Regions from separate parts of the Oryzias latipes genome. Here region 2 is linked to region 1. Evidence: chromatin contacts called from public Hi-C data. All regions are on one chromosome and are shown on one strand. The core of a region is the stretch at or near the end of the contact, and the rest is flanking DNA. Distances in the headings are between cores, read along the strand shown. Region 1 holds the start of LOC101167500 (myosin light chain 1, skeletal muscle isoform). Region 2 holds the start of erbb4 (receptor tyrosine-protein kinase erbB-4).

Evidence for each region. Hi-C and Micro-C count contacts between places; a contact is called where the count stands out from the background.
Region 2: a contact with region 1 is called in a Hi-C map of fibroblasts, with 6 times the contacts expected there. The contact joins the promoter of erbb4 here to the promoter of LOC101167500 in region 1. A contact is called at or near these places in 3 of 5 Hi-C or Micro-C datasets (embryo and fibroblasts).

Annotation. Positions count from the first base shown.
Region 1 is chr21:18,499,364-18,505,341 of ASM223467v1, forward strand. It overlaps LOC101167500 (myosin light chain 1, skeletal muscle isoform), which reads right to left and starts at 2,732. Exons shown (of 6, transcript XM_004081699.4): 1 at 2,501-2,732; 2 at 1,898-1,925; 3 at 522-665. The coding sequence starts at 2,626.
Region 2 is chr21:18,936,900-18,942,877 of ASM223467v1, forward strand. erbb4 (receptor tyrosine-protein kinase erbB-4) reads right to left here and starts at 2,663. Exons shown (of 28, transcript XM_011489669.3): 1 at 2,011-2,663. The coding sequence starts at 2,080.

The sequences.
Region 1 (5,978 bases), core at 1,482-3,981:
TTTCATACAAATAGTTCTCCTAAGCAATCTGAAACACACAACTTAACTGTTATCAAGTGCTCAACAGTGAAGTTGCCCAAAATTTGCTGCATGTGTTGATTTCATGCATTTGTACAGTCTGCCTTGTGTGATACTTCCACAAACCTTTTTTTCTGTGGCACAAACAGGGGTTGTTTTTTTTTTTGTTTACATCTTTTCTCCATTTGTGGGGTTTTGTGATACCATGTTAATCTCACGTTGGCCTAAATCATCTGCAGTTTGGCCTTAAACCTTTTCTGCTAAAACTAGCAATGATTTTATGACAGATTTATACACGTTTTAACTAATTGCAATGCCCAAACTTCATCATTTTTCTGACTGAAGAATTATTTAGACCCTCTAGCTTTAGAATCTTGGAATTTCTCACTTTCAGGATCTTTTTCCACCCATATTTTAACTATATTGACATTGTTTTAAAATATCAAAAGAAAGAAACTCTGCAAAGAAACTCTTTTGCAGGGTTTTTTGAATGCAGCACCAACCTTCAGTGGAGGGGTTCCCCAGCAGTTTGTTCACCTCCTTGTTGGTGGGGTTCTGACCCAGAGCGCGCATGATATCAGCGATCTGGTTGTATGCCACCTTGTTGTCACCCACTCTGTCAAAGAGACCAAAGGCCTCCCTGTAGTCTGAATAGACAAAGAATAGGAATGACCATGACGATTTACTTTTTCACAGACTTTGATGATTATGTGTGACTGAGTTGGTGCTGTATGACTCAACAGTGAAGCAGATGGACCATTTTAAGCCTTTATTAAATGTGTTATGTTATTTTCTCTCATGTAGCAGGAAATTGATAGTTTTTCTTTTTTTTTATTCAAAAATGATACTTTTTCACTATTTTTTTTCCTACTCCTGCTATAATCTTGCATTCATATTGGGCTTTAATCATCGATGAATCTGTTTTATATTCAGAAATGATAAAACATAACAGTGTTTGTCTTTTAAGTTTGTCACTCTTCACAACTGGATGCAATGTCTTGTCTTTCACTGCGCCTGCCAGCAGGTGGAGGCAGTTACTCTGCAAACTGTCAGGGGAACACAAGACATCTCAGAAGGTAGGGGTATTATTGGCTGAATGGACGGACTCCTGTTGAGCTCCATCAGCCCTTGTACTATTTCTATCTCAGCTGTCTCCTTCTCTCACCACGGGGCAATGGGGCTCTTTTAAAAGACCACCTTGGAATTGATAAACATAGCAGAGAATATGAACCCCCTCCTTTTAAAGGCAAGGCTCCCTGTGGGCTGCACTGAGTTAAAGTAGGGAATGCTGACTGCAGTGTAACGAGCCGCCTGCTCGGCGACAAGCTTGCTCCTGCAGAGCAATCAGCGGCACACAGGTGTTGGTTATTGTCGAACACTGTCATCCCATTGAGTCTAGTGAAAAAGGATTTCACTTTTCCTTCACATGGTGACTGTTACTAATTGGTAAAGCCAGAACCTCTGAGCTAATTTTACTGATTAAGTCTATTTAGCAATGTTTTTTCTTTCCAACTGTTTCAAGAATGACACCACTATCCCTCGTATTTAAAGGTGATTACATCTTTCATTTTTTTCCATCAATTCTGAAAAATGCCCCTCATTTGGCCACTCTCAGATCTTCCAAGACATTTGATATTTTCCTGGCACGTCAAAACATGACGCGATGGAGCGCCTGTCCTAAGCACTTCAGCACCTGTTGGGGAATTCACTAAACTATTGTTCAATTACACAGCCCCCTCCAGTTTAGACCCAGTTTAGAACGATGATTAACGCAGAGACAGCTTTGTGAGACCACACAGCAGGAGATAAGGAAGGACGCTGAGGCTTCTGTGTGGTCGAAGTGTCGTGTGATTGCAAAGGTGGGAGGCAAAGTACATACCTTCAATCTGGTCTGGGCTGAATTCTACCTAGAAGCCAATACAAAGCAGCTGTGTCAGAAAAAAATGTACAGAGCAGCAGGTTTGATTTTGATGTGTCATTAAACAAAGCAAACATTTCCCTTTGAAAAAACCAAACAAGCCAAACTCAATTTTACTAAAGCTAATAAACTGCAATGACATGTTTAATTTGCATATGGGGGCATCAGGTTTTAGAGGGGGAGGGCGGGGGCATCTCTATCTGCATTAACGTGTCCACATTTGGTATGTGTGCATTGAGGGAGCACAGCAGTCGCCCCTGACTGTCCAATCCTGAGAAGAGCTGGGTGTAGTTAGGTCATGGTGAGCTGTCCATGGTTCTGCTGCTTCTTTGCAGGAACCTGAAGCTACTCCCACAATGCAATATCTGCTCAGAGATGCTCTCATGAAGGTGGAAGCCCAGGGAAAGTCCTCATTCCAATGTTTCCCCTAAAAGCTAACTGGAAACCGGCGCAGACACAGATGCCTTCTAGTAAGTGCAGTCATGCAACTCTTAGTGGAAGCATCCTGTCTCTTCCTGCGTGCCATATGCCCCCCTCCAAACAAAAGATCACAGGTCTTTGTACCTTGACGGCGGACAGGTCGATGGCGGGCGCCGCAGCGGGTGCGGGGGCCGGTTCGGGTGCTGGTGCCGGTGCAGGTGCGGGCTCAGCCTTCTTGGCGGGAGCCTTAGGATCCTTCTTGGGTGCCATTTTTCACTTGATAGAAGAACTAGTTTGGCCCAGTAGCAAAGACAATTCCCAGTTCGGGTGACACTCAAGGAGTGGTGCACAGATTGGAGGGGACTCAGAGCAAGAAGGCACCCTCTGGGCGTATATATATGAGGCTATTTTTCCTCTTACCCCCCATCAAGGCTGCCCCCGAGTGAGGATTGGATAAGGGGTGGGAGGGTGTGTGTGCGTGGATGTGTGGAGGGCTCCTGTCTAAACATGGAATATAAGGTTGCAGGTCAGAGAGCGTTAATTTACGCCACATAGCTCTAATCAAAAGTGAAAACACCGATCATGGCAAGGAAGGTCAGCTGCGTCTCATCCAGAATGCGCCCCGGACGCACCGCTGTGTTCTCCTGACGCACAAACTCAATCCATCCGGCGAATGTGCCATAAGGATGTCAACTTTGCTTCAAAATTTTTACATGTTATATTATTTAATCTCGCTGATAAATGTCATAAATTCACTAACTGTCAGTCCTGAACCAGCAGTCAGGACAGAAAGACAGACGCATTTAATCCGTCTTTTATAAACTCCCACTAAAGGATTAAATCACAGCTAAGGCATGATAAAAAGGTTGGTATTATGTCTCAGATTGAATTTAATGAGAAAATGTTGAACAAGTCAATAAATGTTGTGAAATGTTTGTTGACAAATGCACCTTTATGGCCTTGACAACATTTTGAAAAAAGCAGCAGAGAAAAATTCAGTTAATATTGGTCACAGAAAAGCAAATGTTTAATTAATGTTTGCTAAAATGCACACCAGACTTTGTTGGCAGAGCAAACAGGTGTCTTTTGAATCTTATTCTATGTTTATTGCATGTGGTGCAGCACCTGTGTGCAGTTTGTGGTTCTGTGGGCAGCCCCTCCACCACCACCCTCAGGGCGGATGTGACGCAAAAGCACAAGGAGACAGAGCTCCAGAGCAGCTTTCAGCTGCTGATGCCAGTAACTCAGCCAAGGCTAAGAGAGCAAATTCTGTCTCCTTAATTCTCGTCTATATCCGTCTTTCAGACCCAGCGGTGCAGCCCCACCTCCTCGCCATTCCTAACCAAGATGACAGAGCTCAGTGACGAAGGACCTGCAGAAATTCTTTCACCCCTTCTCACCCCGGTCCCCCCCCCCCATCCCCCCCAACAGTATGCTTTCTCTGACCCTATCTCCGTGAGGGTACGCCACAGAAAGCCTCAGTCCCTTAGCTGTCATCTGAGCTCACCCCTGGCACCGCACCTCATCTTCTGTCTCTGACTTCCCTTCACTCCCTCCCCCAGCAGAAATTCTGCTCCAGAACTTGCACCTGTGCTGCGGTTCAAACTGAGTTCCACTACAGACTCTTAATGGATTCAGCAGCATGTGGAGAGGAGCTGTGTTAAAATAGGATGGCAGGCCAGCAAATAGAAGTTGAAAAACAAAAGTTACAGAACAGTCTTTAGAACTTGATGGATGTGTTTTTTTCTGACAATGTTTACTTTTTCCAAAATGAGAGTTCCTGTCACAAATAGTTACACAATGTTACATAAAAGTCTTTCATTTATCAGTGTTGTTGGTAGGGGTTTTTACATCAAGATGGCAAAACGTTTTAGTGGAGAACAAAGGCTTCCACCTGTTTACTGCAGGACACGCCAGGGATTTCTCAGGGTCACATTGTGCAGCGAGCCCCCTGTGGTGAGCACAAGTGCTGTCTGTGAAGCACTTGGAAATTTAGATTCAAGAGTCATGTGTCGTTATTTTATTAATTTTCTCCTGCTGTTCTACTAAAGCAGTAGTTATTTATGGTAAGAACATTTTAACGATTGAGAGAAACTATTTCATTTGCTGCTTGTGTCTCCCACTCCTAAGGAATCCTGCTGGTTCATTCTGACAAACTTCTCTGATAAATGCTTGTTTCCATCTGCTTTATCTTAGGCTTATCTCACTTTTTAATAATCAGGTCCCTTCTGGAAAATTGTGAAGCCTCTGGATTTTAATTTTAACAGCATGAGAATGTCTGTTAAAACTTTCATATCTTATTTTGCTTTAACCCTTGTGTTATCTTAGATGACCCCACCCTTACATTAAAGTGTTCGCCCTACCATGACAAAGGTGTATAAAGGTAGAAAGATTTCATGTTATCCATGGACACCAGTGAAGATCACAAATCATTGAAGAAAAAAAGGTTCAACGCACTGTCTAGTGGGTCTAGATGACCCAACTCCCAATGTTAAAGTGCCTAGGATAGCACAAGGGTTAAAGGGGGCCTTGTTCCAGTTTTCTGAGGTTACAAACCTGTTTTTTTTTTTGCTTTCTTCTCATTTAATTCATTATATTTGAAATGTTTGAAAATTCACTTCCAAATCATTTTTTTGACTTAAGAAAAAATATATAAGATAATAGGAAAATAGGTACTTAAAATCTTAAAGTGTTTCTTAGATTTATTTCCTTTGTTCTTGTCATGTTCTACTTTCAGGTTTTCGTCCCGACAGTCGCATAGGTTGAGCCTGGTCATCTCCCTTGTTTTTGGCATCTTCAGGGTTCTTTATTTATTAAATGGCCTATATAATGAAAAATCTACTTTTTGAGTTTTAAGTGTATGATAATGTTAATCCCTCACTATAAACAACCAAACAAACACATTTTAAAACTGGTAAGGCAGTTTTACTTTCCCTATAGGCAGTTTTTTTGTTTTGTTTTTTTATTTAAAGAAAACCTGCAAATGGGGTAAAAATTATTTACTTCTGTCTATGAACTTGTTTATACAGTAAAAAAAGACAGCAATTTATTGTTAATTTGCAAAAGGTCTCAGCAAGGACCCATTGCGGGAGAGGAACTACCAACCCCTGTGTCTAATCTGAATTTTTGGAAACAAAAATAAAATTCCAAGATTTTTTTTCCTTTCCTCCAGTCTAGTAGTTAGGCTCAACACCTCACAGAATGTTGCGGGTCGTTTGCTTTTTGTGTGCTAATTCTTTACTTCAGGTAAAGATGATTCCATTTTTGATTTTATTTTTTGAGTGATGTTATAGCAGCCTTTAAAACACCATCTAATGATTACAAGTGCAAAACAATACTGATCCATTTATATCCATGTCTGGAAGAGGAATCATGGTGATGTGATACTTTTTACGTAGGTTGGGTTCCTCATGACTTTTGGTCATCTGCAAACACCGAATGCTGAGGGACTTACCCTGTTCCACACAGCCCTTCATAATCTCACCCTAGGGATTTTTAGCCACACAGATTCCCATAACAGTTTCCTTGCAGAAGGGACTGTGTGTAGTCTGCATCCTTCACTCCTCTTAAAATCATCCCTGAAATGTTGATGGTATTTCTATTACGTATTTGCACCGATCTA
Region 2 (5,978 bases), core at 1,413-3,912, 440 kb after region 1:
AGCACTTGAATTTTCAGACACAGCCTTTGAATGTGGCCATATGGCTCCGGAACGGCATCTGCATGCGTCCCCAGCTCCTCCGGCTTCCGTGCATTGCAGCAGTCAAATGAAGAGGAGTGTGCTGTGCACGAACCACATGGTCACACAAAGCATATTGCTTTGCACAACCTGCTGTCGTCTGAAAACCTGAAACATCCGGTCAGCTGGTGAAACATTACAACATTTGTGCGTTTTGTTAATCCCCCCCCCCCCCCCAAGAGAAAATTGGTATTTTTAAACAAGACATTCCAAGGTATAAAGCAAACTAAATTAATAAAAGTTCTTTCGTTAATTTAGCAATTGAAACTCGTCAAGAACAAGATTTGGGTTGTAAAAGCGTAAAAACGGTGCCACTGTGCGGAAAGTTATTTGCGCGCACAGCTGCTCAAATTCAGCCGCGCATCAAATATTCCCTTATTTTCTTTTAAAACATCAACATTTAATCCATGTTAATGACATTTATCTTTAGTCATTGTGTAAACCGCTCCTCACGTGTCTTTCTACACTTTCCCCCCCCTTTAAACACAGTAGACCTCCTTCAAGAGTTTGAAAGTCATGACAGTCGTTGCTTAACATTAAGACCAAAAGAAAAGAATGCGTTTGTTCTGTCAACATTTAGAAGAATCAAAATATGGCTGTTGGAGCGACATTTCTTCTTTTAAATTTTAAAATACATGGATTTCCCCCCTTTTATGATCCTACGAGGTTGGTGTGAGTTTGCCCTAAATAAATATCTGAGATCGTTTTTGAAGCAAAAATACAAATCTTTTGTGAAAAAAAGTTAAAATAAACCTTGAACTAAGATTCAACTTCTTAATTAGCTGAACGCCACGTGATTTTACACAATATCTTGTGATTAGGAAGCCTCCCACCTAAAGCGCAGCGTATATTTACGCAGTCATGATCTAGTTTCTTTTCAGTCCTGCATAAAGGTGATTATGCATGCTTATGATGAGAGTAAGGGGTCGTTGATGCTGTCTATGCCATCTACCTTCAAGCGCGCATCACTGAGTGCACCAATGCCGCCCTGTGCGCAAAGACCGCCACTGCACCGAGCAAACAGTCCTGCCACTGTCAAACCAGAGAAGTCCTGCTGTGTGCGTGAGCGCTGGTCCTCACACTCAGATCCACATGATCACTGTGGGAATCCTCAGCGAGGTGAGCAGTAATGAAATTTCACAGTGTCAGCTATGCTGCATGTCCCGATTAAACAATTCTCACATGGACGCATGTTCGGCGGCGTTATCGCCGTTTGCGCAGGTGATGGAGTTTACGCGCATTAACACCACAATGCGCCCAGGGCGCACCGGCGTGGGTCTCGGCAGGAGAAAGTTCCCTGAAGCGAGTGTCTTTGACGGGCAGCGCGTAAAGCTGCTTCATAGCTGCAGCCCGCTGTCCTGCTCACTGCGTTCATTAAAAGCCAGAAGCATGGATAACGTCGCTGCTCATCGCAGATAAATGGCTCTGCTGGAGAAAAGGCGACGCAGTTTAAAAGCAACTTTTAGTTGACACACTCCTAGTATTTCACGATAGTGATGACATAATATGTCAATGGCTGCTACTTTTTTTGGAGAGTTACTTTTTTTAAGTGGGGGGGGGGTGCATGAATGCGATGTCAGATGCTCTCCTTTTCACAGATTCAACAGTGACGCTCTGTTCCAGAGGAAGACGCAGAGAGCCTGTCTGATTCTGTTGGGTTGATTTTACTCAGTTATCTACAACTTCCACCTGTGCTTCAGTGGCACCCTCAGTCCCCCCCCCCACCCCACCCCACCCCACAGTTCCTCCAAATCAATAGGAATGTCAGCTGAAATATTCTAACAAACCGTAGCAGCTTTGTTTTTTTAAGCGTAACAAGTAGCTCCGCTGACAGCTCCGCTGCGCCCTGAGCGCACTAACCAGTTCCACCGATGCACATGGAGGAAGAGGAGGAGGAAGGGTGGGGGGTGCAAGCACTCAGCCTTCACTCACCTGATTGAGAAGAGCCGAACCCAAGCAGCAGGAGAAAGCTGAAGCAGCAAAGGACAGTCGTCGGTTTCATGGTTGTGCTTGACAGGTATCTCCTTTAAGTTCACATGTCCAAAAGCGTATCCCTCCTTCCTAAATGATGATTTCGTTTGCGTCTGGTCTGGTGTCTCCTCAGATCGCGAGTTTTGCAGACTTGTGGTGCAGCCTCTGAGTAAGTTTGCAGTTTACCCGGACTGTGCTTTAGCTCGCCTCTCTGTTCATTCAAGCCTGATGTGTGACTCAAATGAAAGCGGACATGGTTTTTAACCAAAAACAAGAAGCGTTTCTAGACGGCATGAAGCACAGAAATCATGCCAATACTCCCCGACTTAGACGCGAAATGCAGCTGCAGACTCGAATTATTTCAGACACACCTCTGAGGCGCTTAGCTCCTCCCACAGGCGTCATGATTGGCACAGGTGGCCGACTATCAGCCGAAACCCCGCCGGCGACAGCCAGACGCGCGCCTCCATTGGTCTACACGGGGAACCAAAATCAGCTGAATTTGGATTTGGGCTTTGTTGCACCTGTCACACTGAGAAGAGGGGAGACGAAGTCGGATATGCATTTGTGATCAGCAAAACAGATCAGAGAAACACTGAAGGGGGCTTCCAGTGCGTTCCATAAGATATTCATGTTGAGGGAACTTCTGGCAGGGAAGCTGCGCAGTGAGGTGGAAGTAAAGCGGTTCAAACTAGAACACACTTCATGCTCATTCTTTCTTTCTTTTCTTACAGCCTTATTTTGTCTTTCTTACTTTCTTTCTTTATTAATTATTTAAACAATTGAGTTCCTTTTTAATACAAATGCTAATTTGTTTTTTCTTTCAAGATCAGAGGCTTTGTGAGATTATATAGATATATTTCATCTTTGGGAAATGCATTAAAAATAATGACTAAATAAATACATTAAGGAAAAAGGGAAAATAATTAAACTGATAACATGTAAAAAAAAAAAACATTCCAACTTCAAATTTTATTATATTTTTTCATCCCTGGTTCATTTTAAACATGTTATTCTAATTATCGGATAACAATACAGATTTTTTAAAAAAATGAAAAAAGTGTTGAGATCATTTTATTTGTGGAGTTACTGGCAGTACCTTGAAGAGTTTGTGACTTTGTAGTTACATAAAGAGAAATACAGAAACTTTCGCAACAGGAAACAATGCGCTGAAAGGTTATAACTTTCACCTGCTGCTTCCTGGTTTTGAACTTTGTTGAAGGGTTGAAGACCTCCTGGAGATCCAATATGTGCACACATCTGGATAGAGTGTTGCCCCTTTCCCTCCTTCAAACACAAGACCTCCCCTTAAGTTCTTTATATGCACATGAACACAAACACCAAAAAGTCTTGGAGAAAAAAGTTGCAGGAAATAAGCAAAAATAATTCAAAGTTTCTATATGAGTAATCGTACTTATTTTGAGTAAATTTAAATTTTTCCACCTGAATAAACAAATAAAAATACAGCATATATATGAATTTTTGTGGTTGCAGTTTTCAAGTTTTTTTTATTTTATTTTTTAATTAAAGAGTCCTTTTCCATTGAAATTTCTATTAGTAGAAACAAGCCTTTTTACATTTTTTTATGACAAAAGAAGTTGTATTCAAAATAAGCTATTTGCTTATTTGTGGAAGTAGCAGACCACATCCTATACGAGTATTGTACCTTATTTTAAAGATCTACTATGTTGTCTTTCAATAGTTTTCATCATTATTTTTCTCATATACTTAATTAAAACAAAATCTGGTCTTTCTAAAGGAATTTAAATACTGTGACCATCCCAGGTTTTGCATTAATAAAGTATTTTGAGGGATAACAAAGTGTTGCTTCATAGGGCCGACAATTTTCAACTACATGGCATTGTTTAATGCCATGTCTTCTGAAGATGCCAAACTGGCCAAAAACGTTTTTTTGAAAGCCATCACAACATGAAAAATAGCATGTAAAGCCAGGATCGAGGTGTCTTTCTAGTCGAATGTGCAGCTAAAGTAAAGAGTCACACACAAACATTACTTTTATCTTCATTTGCACTCAGAGCTTTTTTTTATTATCAGCAGAACACACCTGAGTCAGGTATCTCCATTTCCATTTCCATTTATTTATTTACAAAGCACCTTCCACCACCAGCCAAGGAGTCCCAAAGTGCTATACATAGGTAGAATAAGGACAGCACAAAAGAAAAAAAACATAAAATTACATAGGTAGAATAAGGACAGCACAAAAGAAAAAAAACACAAAATCAAATCAAAACAGACATTAAAACCAGCATAATAACAGGACTAGGCTGATGCTAAAGCATTGAAATGGAGGAACAATTCTTTATTTAAACTCTCCAAGGGCATGACCTCTCTAATTGCCTGTGGCAACTGATTACATAGTTTAGGAGCCAACACAGCAAACGCACGCTCTCCCCGAAACTTCGATTTGGTTCTGAGAACCATTAAAACAAACCGGTATGTGGAGTGTACTGACTTTAAACCAGCAACAAGTATGGCAGAGGAGTTTTAAAAGCCAACAGGGTGCTGGACATCAAGACCAAGACCAAGTTTGTCACCCAATGGTCCATTTTTCTTTTCTTTGAAAAATAATAGTCTTATGAAAACCCTACAGACTGTTGCTGAGGAAAAACCCAGGGGACCAGACATTTCTGCAACACAGAAAAGCTTGTTTTCCACACACAGTTAAACAACTTTAAATGTCTCTTAAAGTGCTTTTTTTCTTCACTCTGATGTCTTGTTTGTTCTCCAGTAGAACATCTTGTTCTTCTTTTGCTCTGAGAATACATTTCATTGTCCACCCCCTCAGTCAAATTCAGATTTTGCGACTTCAAGACGTGCTTATCTGGGTTTGCAAAACAGGATGCGGTCACCTTCAGTTTCTAACTTACATAAGTTAAAAGGCTCTGTTCTTGACTGTGGCTGAGTCGCTCACGGAATCTTGAGGGGCTTTTCCTGAACCTGTGCTGCAGTGGTGACCCTTTACCAGTGGGGGGCCGGTCCAGTTCCCACTCGGCAGGTCACAAAACCAGCAAGCGTCACAGTTGGGGACGAGCTAGCCAATTCAAGCTGCCACCAACTAGTTTCCTGACTCTGTTTGACATTGGCTTCCTATCACACAAAGACTTTATTAAATTTTCTTCAGCAGAAATGAGCTTTTAATATCACTGACACCACAAATTTATTAAGAAATATGGAAAAATGAGATCTGGCAGCTTGTTATGAGGAAAGCCTTCACTCTCAATGAGCCCTAAATGGCTGCCGTTTATCATTTTTAATACCAAAAAGATGCAATTTAGCAACGTGGTATATTTTCATTATAATTTACACTTTAAGCAACAACCTTTTGACAGTACCAACCTAATGCTGTCAATTAGGTAATTTATTCCAGGGATTATGAGAGGGAATAGGATGGGGTTTTGTGTGTTCTTGAAGCTGCTCCCCAGCGCCTGCTGTACAGCTAATCTAATACATAACCTCCTGATTTGTTTAATGGATGAGAGTTTGCTGCTGCAAGAGGCACGCCAATAAAAGCCAGGCTCTCCAGAGGCTATTGTGCCTCATAATGATGCCAGACACACAATGTGAGAGTTATGAAGCAATTTTTTTATCATGCACCACATTGTTTTGCACTGTTGGTGCCAAGCAAGTAAAGACAATCTCTCCCTGCAGCACAGCAGTTTTCCCCTCTCACTTAGATAAACCTTCAGAATGATAAACTGTCCCGACCACATGTTGCAGAGACGAAAGCATTTTAGGGCAGAAATACCCGCCCTTAACTGATACTGATTTGTCACAGGCTTTTCATTAGCCATTTCCTTATTTAAAAAAAATAAACAATCAAAGTAGACTGCTTCTACAAAGTTGAAGTTGCTAAAACAATTACTTTTTCTTGAAGGTGTTTGAAGAGCAAAACGGATGAAAGGACAATT